Linked DNA regions of Mus musculus: region 1 is linked to region 2. Evidence: chromatin contacts called from public HiChIP or PLAC-seq data. All regions are on one chromosome and are shown on one strand. The core of a region is the stretch at or near the end of the contact, and the rest is flanking DNA. Distances in the headings are between cores, read along the strand shown.

Evidence for each region. HiChIP or PLAC-seq counts read pairs in DNA pulled down with a chosen protein or histone mark.
Region 1: a contact with region 2 is called in a FOXA1 HiChIP or PLAC-seq map of pancreatic cancer cells. The contact joins two enhancer-like sites. A contact is called at or near these places in 1 of 15 datasets of contacts at CTCF or cohesin (the NIH/3T3 cell line), 8 of 484 Hi-C or Micro-C datasets (the C2C12 cell line, bone marrow-derived dendritic cells, embryonic fibroblasts and 3 more), 12 of 115 datasets of contacts at active chromatin or transcription factors (the NIH/3T3 cell line, bone marrow-derived dendritic cells, bone marrow-derived macrophages and 8 more) and 4 of 9 other capture datasets (adipose tissue, embryonic stem cells, liver and 1 more).

Annotation. Positions count from the first base shown.
Region 1 is chr2:4,475,555-4,479,478 of GRCm38.p6, reverse strand. The region is part of intron 3 of Frmd4a (FERM domain containing 4A); the gene reads right to left. It overlaps Gm39751 (a long non-coding RNA gene), which reads left to right. Exons shown (of 5, transcript XR_865941.3): 4 at 3,569-3,656. Among named protein-coding and RNA genes, the nearest start is that of Gm39751, 36 kb to the left of the region's middle. Within about 2 kb of position 1,983, at least 44 of the 459 cell types and tissues checked have an H3K27ac peak or open chromatin away from gene starts, as enhancers often do. A contact at or near this core is called in the C2C12 cell line, the NIH/3T3 cell line, embryonic fibroblasts and 1 more, where this site is marked.
Region 2 is chr2:4,296,784-4,300,910 of GRCm38.p6, reverse strand. All of the region lies in intron 1 of Frmd4a (FERM domain containing 4A), which reads right to left. Among named protein-coding and RNA genes, the nearest start is that of Gm39752, 51 kb to the right of the region's middle. RefSeq lists an enhancer at 1-3,584. Within about 2 kb of position 1,915, at least 137 of the 459 cell types and tissues checked have an H3K27ac peak or open chromatin away from gene starts, as enhancers often do. A contact at or near this core is called in the C2C12 cell line, the NIH/3T3 cell line, embryonic fibroblasts and 1 more, where this site is marked.

The DNA of each region.
Region 1 (3,924 bases), core at 734-3,233, 180 kb before region 2:
TGTTTGGTTTTTAAGAGAGGATCCTTTGTCTTCTACTAGCTGTTAACTTAGATATTAAAATTTGGGAATTAAATTAACACTATAAGTATTTAAGAAATAAAATATAAGGAAAGACTCTCTAAATGGATGCCAGTTGGATAAATGAAAATTTCATTTATGCTATTTGTTTGTTTGGGTTTCTCTTTGTGGTGCTGCACAAGCCCATGGTCCTCAGCACACTAGGAAAGTACTCAAGCTACACAACTGACCTTTGCGCCCACCCCCCCTCCCCCGGTTTTATTCCCTATAGAGAAGGGAAGACTAAATCTGAACTTGGCAGGCCTTGATCCTCAACCTGTTAGAAATGGCCCCCTTAAATTTGTAAATTTTAAATTTACATGCCTTCTCTCCCACAAATGTTTTCATATAAATATTTATTTAAGATTTATTTATTATCAATACTGGATCCTCACTGGGACTCCCCCCAAGATATCCTGCTGCTGCCCTGTGTCGTGGAGATCCTGCAGCTTTGGTTCTGTAGGACTGGGCCCTTCAGAAGTAGCCCCTCTACCATGTTTCAGGAAGGTAGCCTCTGTACAGTGTCTCAGGTCCCTGGGATATGTCCCTTACTGTAAGTTCTAGTGGAATCAGTTGTTCTTAGATCTGGGTCAAGGGAACATAAAGACATTCCCGGCCCTGAAACAGGACTTCTGGACTTGGCTATATCAGAACCAATGGAGGATCTTTGACGGAAAAAACAAAACAAGGACAAAAAAGTCAGTTTAAAGTGTCTTGGGTCCTTCCACTATGTGGCCAAGCTGGACAGGAACCCTGGCTCCAGCCACAAGTCAATAAGCATTCTAAGGGGCTGCGGAGATGGCTAAGTGGTTAAGAGTATGCGTTGCTCTTGCAGAGGGCCGAGGTTTGGTTTTCAGCACCTACACGGTGGTTCAAACGATCTGCAATGCCAGTCCTTCTAGGGCAGTGGTTCTCAACGTTCTTAATGCTGCGGCCCTTTAATACAGTTCCTCATGTTAACGTGACTCCCAGCCATAAAATTATTTCATTGCTACTTCATAATTGTAATTTACTACTGTAATGAATCGTAATGTAAATATCTGATATGTGACCCCAAAGGGGTCAGGACCTGCAGGTTGAGAGCCGCTATTCTAGGAGAGTCGATACCCTCTCTTCTGACCTCTGTGGATACAGCATGCATGTGCTGCACATATACAAATGCAGGCAAACACACACACACACACACACATACACACACACACACACACACACACACACACACACACACACACACACTAATGTTGTCATTGGTCTGTGGCAGCTTGTGGTAGCACATGTTAACCTGCCTATTTTCAGTTCAAATCAGGCAGGGCTCAGACCTGCAGAGTGGCTGTAAGTTCCAAGCCACTCTGTAAGTGTGGGGTATGGAAAGGCAGAGGAAAGCTGGCTAGTGTTTGTGGACACAGGAATCACCAACAGATCAGGTCACGCACTCGGGGACAAGTTCAAGGGTCGGCATCGGCCCTTCCTGGGCAGCAGGGGGATCCAGCAAAATGTGGGGCTCTCAGGTTATAGGTTGTCCGCCATCCTGTCAGTGTGAATTCTGGCAATGACGTTTTGTGGGGCCTAGATGGAACCCTCAGAGAAAGGGGGTGGGGTATTGGAAGCTTCTCTATTCCCCCAATAATTGGTATTTATTTATAAAGTACCACAGCCCACAGTGTAAAACTTCAGGACTGAGAATACTGAATGCTGCTCGTAACCAGTCTGCAGTGTTGATCCCACTTCTTCCTTCTCCGTTGTTACTTTGTTTTGAGGCTTTTAATTTGGAAATAATTATAGAAGAGCTGCAAAGATCTCACAGCCTCCCTTCACCCGCCGCCCAGCTTCCCTCGGCAGCATCTGGCAAACTCTGGAGAACTCAGCAGAGCCATGATGCAAGGCCACTGCTGGATGACCTAAGCCATAGGCTCTACTCAAATGTCACCAGGTCCCACGGAATTTCCTTTAGGATTCAATTGCACTTAGTCACTTTCAACTTGCACTCACTCTGTCCAAATAAGGAGGGCATTCATCTTTCACTGTTCCCATTTGTGATAGACTGGGCAAAGGAGGGCAGTTTGGACAACCTAGAGACTTTCTGAAGCATAGGCCCTGGGAGAAATTTGATCTTTAAATAGTGCTTTAAAATTTAGACATTTTTGATGTGTGTGTGTGTGTGCGTGCTAGTACAAATGCACGTGTGTCTGTGTGTGGGTAAAACAGAGTATAGTGGGTGCACACTCATGTGAACAAAAACACCTTGGGAACATACTTACTCAATTTGAACACAGTTATTAAAATGTTTCCTTTTGAGATGAGGATGTGGCTCTGTGGTTATGATACTTGAGGTCCTGGGTTTGATTATCAGCAGCTGCATGTGTGTACTTGTGCGTATACACACACACACACACACACACACACACATGCAGGGGACTGTCGTGTTAGCACTTCTTGGCATGGAGAAGCAGAGCAAAAGCCAAGCTCATGCTTCTGGACCTAGGAATCACAGACCCAGAGCACCACCAGGCACAAGTCCAAGGGGCGACCTTAGTGCTTCCCTTTCTTAAAATGGAAAGGAGAAATGTTCCGATTACCAGAGAGGCCCAGAGATGTATGTAGGCCCAGGTATTATCAGGCCACCAAGGACTGTCCCCTAAGTCACCCTGGCCCTTGTCCAGTTGGCCTGTCTCTCAGAGGCTTGACTTTCTCTAGGACTGACACCTGCTGTAAGTCCCCTAGTGCACCAGACATACCTGCCAGCTCGCATTCAGTGACCAACAGGTGGCCCAACTCTTTTTCATGATGGTGGCCGGCTACTGGTGCTATGGCTGGAGATGGCCTCACACTCAGATATGGGAGGAGGTGTTAGGGGCCTGTGCAGTCTCAAGACCAGCCAGAAGGATGGTTGGGAGTTCCTGCTATGGGGAGCACGATGCTCCTCTCAAGAGGGCCTTCTGTACATGTGCGTTACATGAATGAATGCACAGACACCCAGGCAGGCAGGCTCTCAGGCCAGCAGAGACTCCAGAGAGCTCAGCTCCCACAAAGGCTTATAGGATGGCCATCAGACTCTGGGGTGTGCCCCTCCTGCCTCTGAGGTGTGGCTTTTGTGTCCTCCTTTCCCCTTTTCATCCGTCTAATCAATTGCTCTTGGCTCTCAGGGCTGTGGTCTGTCATCCTCAGCATATAGGCTTCTTCCTCTCTGGCCTAAGATAACATGCAAGTTCTTTGACTCCTGTTGACTCCGGGAAGTCTAACTGGGACTGTCCAGAGTTCATAGTCTTCTTGAATGGAATAAACTAACTTGGGAAATGGGAACAATGGGGCTGTGATTAGTTGAGACTTACAGTTTCCTTCCAATCAGTGGCGGCATGGAGAGTAATTAGGGGATCATGCTTCTGGGGATTCTCAGCAGGGACGGGAGAGAATGCTTGTGTTCATGAAAGTCAGTTTTTCTTTCTACACATGTGCTATTTAAAGCATTTCTTCTTTATTACCTGCCTGCATCTCTCCTGGTCTGCTGGTGCAGGTCCGTCTAGACCAGAGAAGACCAGCAAGACTGCCTTCTACCTCGGTGCCCTATGGGCTGCAGCCCCAGGACTGACCCTACTCCTTTTGTAAGTAAGCTCGGGCTTTGCCCTTGCCTCTGCTTCTGTCCACACCACTGCTCCAAAAGTCACTTTTATGTGAGGTGCACATGTGTGTGTACAGGTGTGCATGTGTGTGTGTGCATGTGGGAGTCAGGATAGCTTGGGTTTTGTTGTTTTGTTACTCAGTCACTGCTCACCTTTCTTCTTTCTTTTGGAAAGTTTGATATCTTTATTTATTACTTTCATGTGCATGTATGTGTGGGTGTCTGTAGAGGCCAGATCATCCCCATCTGAG
Region 2 (4,127 bases), core at 666-3,165:
GGAGCTGGGAGTGATCGTGTGTGTGTGTGTGTGTGTGTGTGTGTGTGTGTGTGTGTGTGTGTGTGTGTGTGTTGCTAGTAGCAAAGAGAGACTAGCTAGCGTCCTTCTCAGAGCTAAACTGTGGTCTTCTGGAGAGGTTTCCCAAATATCTAAACGCTGAAAGCGTTTTCTGCCCAGTGAATTAAGATGTGGTTGGTCAGGAGGTGGGGGATGGGGGAGAAAGGAAAACAGCCCAAGTTCTCCAACTTCAGCTGTGTGAAGCAGCGCCTTCAGCTTCCTTCTAGCTGTCCCTGCAGCTCTGGCTCAGCGTGACCTGCTGCCCCAGGAGTGGGTACGTGGTGCTTGTGAGGAGAATGATCCAGAAATGTCAACTTGGCTTCTCCGGGCTTCGGATGGCAACCAGGTCAGTTGTCTCATCAAGGGAGTATCGGACGCATTATTCACCCCACCACGTGATGCCCAAGCCCCTCGGCTGTACAGTAGGTCACGTGCTTCCCTTAAAAGGACTAAGTGGAATCTCCCCTACATCTGCAGCAGAGATTAATTCAAAATCCTGCATTCTGATTTCATTCTCTTCTAAACATTAAAAAATATTTGAAGACTAGGAACAATACACAGGAGGATTGAGGGTCTCTTTGGATTCATAAATTACCTCTATGAAACTGAACATCAGACACGAATGTTTTTTCCCACTAGTGCCTCCAACAGAAAATAAATGTACGCATCAAATTAATTATATGAATGCAGTCCACAGGAAGGGAGGTGGGGGTTGTGGTGGGAGAAAGAAACCTGTCTTTGCTACCTTTGTATGCATGGTTCAGATGAATCAGACCAAAGTTGTTGTGTGTGCCCCACCTTGTGCAAATGTGCTTAGAATGTTGTTTTTTGTTTGTTTGTTTAAATTTTTTACATTATTTTTTTATTTTGTGTGCCTGTGTGCATGGGGGTGTCGGCTTGGGGAACTCCCCAGTAGTGGTGCGGTCAGAGGACAATACCCGGGAATCAGTTTTCTCCTTCTAGCCGTCAGTCCGGGGGACCAAACACAAATCTTCAGGTTTGGTGGCAAGTGCCCTCACCTGCTGAGACGCCACATTTGCTCTAGGACATTCGCTTTTTATGCCTGCTAGCGAGCAGGACTAAGTCACGTGTGGTTTCACAAAGCTTTGAGAAGACTCAAGCGCAGCTTCATCCACATCTGCCACATCAGCCGATTCTTTTCTGATTAAGGTGGCATTTCAACAGGTGGTTCAAGTAGGCTATAGTTTTAACATTCTATAGCATTTGTAATGGCTACATCGCCAGTTAACACCCCCACCCCATTCCTATCAATTCACCTCCTCAAATCAGCTCACTTCCATTGCAGAGAAAGGTCACAAGTAATGGAATTTTTGTTTGCTTCTCTTGAGGAAAAGAAAAAAGTTCTACACACACACTCATACATACACATACTCATACACTCACATTCACATACACTCATACACACTCATACACACACACACACACACACACACACACACACACACACACACACACACACGTCTGCCCTGGTTTTCATGAAGTGACGGTCACTTCCTCTGAGGGGATCCCAGGCTTAGCCTGATGTTGCTCCCATGCTGGGAACTAGCTTTTCTTTATTCTCCACAAACCCCTGAGCTCAGTTTATTTAGAGTGATGGAAAAGAAAGTTCTGTTTATTCAGACAAACCTAATAGGAAATGGGGGTGGGCGGGAAGGGAAGAGAGGTTTTATGCTGTTAAGGAATGAATCAGAGCAGAGAGACCTGGAGGACTGGGAAGCTGTGGTGCTGGGCTGGAACGAACGGTGGGCAGGGTCCTCCCACGCAGACACACACTAAGAGGCAGTTAAAGAAAGCAGCGGGCCCACGTGGGAAAGTCCGAGTGTACAACAATCAGGCTTTGTTCATAATTGGTTCCATGTGTGCGGTTGGGGCGAGCAGAGGGTGAGCGAGAGGGGAGAGGCTGCGAGAGAAGGAGCCCTTGGATATCTTTGGAGAGAGGTTTCAGGTTACATGTCATTTGTCCCCAGAGCAGAGGCTACATCTGCACCGATACTCAGACATTCACCCCAGTCTGTAGGGTCTCTTGATTTTCCACAATCACACTAGAAGGTGTCACAGCTTTGAACAAAGGATGGATGCAAACACTTATATGTCCGGAGTTACAGGGTTTTGTTCTTCCAGGGTTGTGTTCTGAGAGAATACAGTACATGGTTGCCTCTCCTGTGACCCCAGCCCCGGCAAAGCCCTTGGGAGCTGAATTTATTTATATTTCAGTAAATGCAACTTCCTGTTTCCCAGGGGTATTAGTGGGGGTTTCGCTGAAAAACTAGAGGCTCTGGTGGTATAGTTCAGACTTGTAAGGGACACTTTGATGAACTGAGTGCAAATAAAACAGAAGCACATGTGTTCAATTATGGTTAAATACGTATAGAAGAGAATGTTAATGGAAATCAAAATAACCCTGAGCCAGACTCCGCACACATTGAGGCCCAGCACATTCCACCCCCTCCCCAATGTGGCGGGGGCACGGTCATGCTTTCTATAAGTAGAAAAGTTTCCTCCCACTTAGGAAGCTCTCCCCAGCCCCTGGAGAATAAATGTTCAGCTCTTCCTTATGACCTCACGGTTCTGAGTAGTCAGTTTGCCCAGAAGTATCTGATAGTCTATCCATGGAATTCTGAGACCCTGCATTTCAGGTTCCCTACGGAATCTACAGCGTTATTATCCATTACTTATTTTCATTATTAAAACACAGGTATGTTTCCCAGGAGGGGACAGACACTCATACTGATATGACCACTTGAGGGGAGGAGACTGGATGGATGCTTGCTTAGTTACCAGACACCGGGCTGGGAGGTTTCCAAAGGCTACCCTCAATGAACCAAATGGCTTCCATTGTTTGTGTTTAACTGGTGAAGAAACAGCCTTCCTGTTTGAGTAAGGTGAGCAGAGTATACAGATGGGCAGGTCAGAACTCAACTGTAAACCAAAGTAACTTTGTGTAACTGCGGGGTCCAACTTGGCCTATTCTATGGTCACCCATCACAGGGCATCCAGCAGTTTCAGAGTCTAGAAAGGAGACCCTCTTAATGGCCTTACAGAAGCTGCCTGCTACAGGATTGGTTAGATGGGCAGTTTCAAAGTCTCTGGATCTGCTGCTGGCATGTCACCCAGGCTTGACTCTAGGCCACCGACAGTCCAAAAGAGATGGAGATGGGGCAGTGAGACCCTGCTTCAGGGACTCAAAGAGGGGTTGAGTAAGAAGTGCTCAGAGACAGGTCACCTACGGTAGGCCAGGGCCTTGTGGATTCCAAGACAAGTTCCACATAAGGCACTGATGGAGCCAAGGGGAGGGACAAGGATGAGTGACAGCCTCCAGTTTTACACAGTCCTCTGCCAGCCAAGTGACAGGGAGAGGATAAAGAGCCACACAGCAGGGACGAGGGCAGAATGGGAAAGGCTCTGTGAAGCAGTGGGTTCAGGACCAGTGTCGACAATGTACTAAGAGTTGACTGGGAAGTGAGGGAGGCTGAGCGAGGATGGGACGAAGAGGAAGGATCAGGAACAGGTTTATCTCAGAGACTGCATCTTCAGTAGGTCACAGCCACCCTAGGTCATGTACATCAGGGAACAGTCGAGAGGGCCCTGGACAGCCAGGGAAGACACCACAGGCTAGGCGTCAGTGAGTTGTGGGGCTGGAGTCCTGGGGAGGCATCCTCACCCTCCAGCTCCTCACGCTGCTCGGCTTAACGCTTAAGGACTAGAGCGCTCATGCGGACGGAGGGTTTGTTTGTTTATTTGGAACATTTCCTTCCAGTCCAGAGAAAAACATTTACATGAAAGTCTTGGGTGAAGCCGTTGAGGAATGAAGTGAACTGCATTGTAGGAAAATCAATGTTTTCAATGTGCCAAAGCAAGGCGCATCAAGTCTAAGCTGTATTATAGGTCACTGACAATAGGGTGTGAAAGATGGCATGGGGGTGATGGCTTGTGGGACAGAAAGCAGTTTATGACACCAGTGCTGGTGGAAAGAGACAGGGAGAAGGAAAGAGCCTGTCTGGTGTATGTGTGTGCCTATGCATGAATATCTCTGTACATGTGTGTGTGTA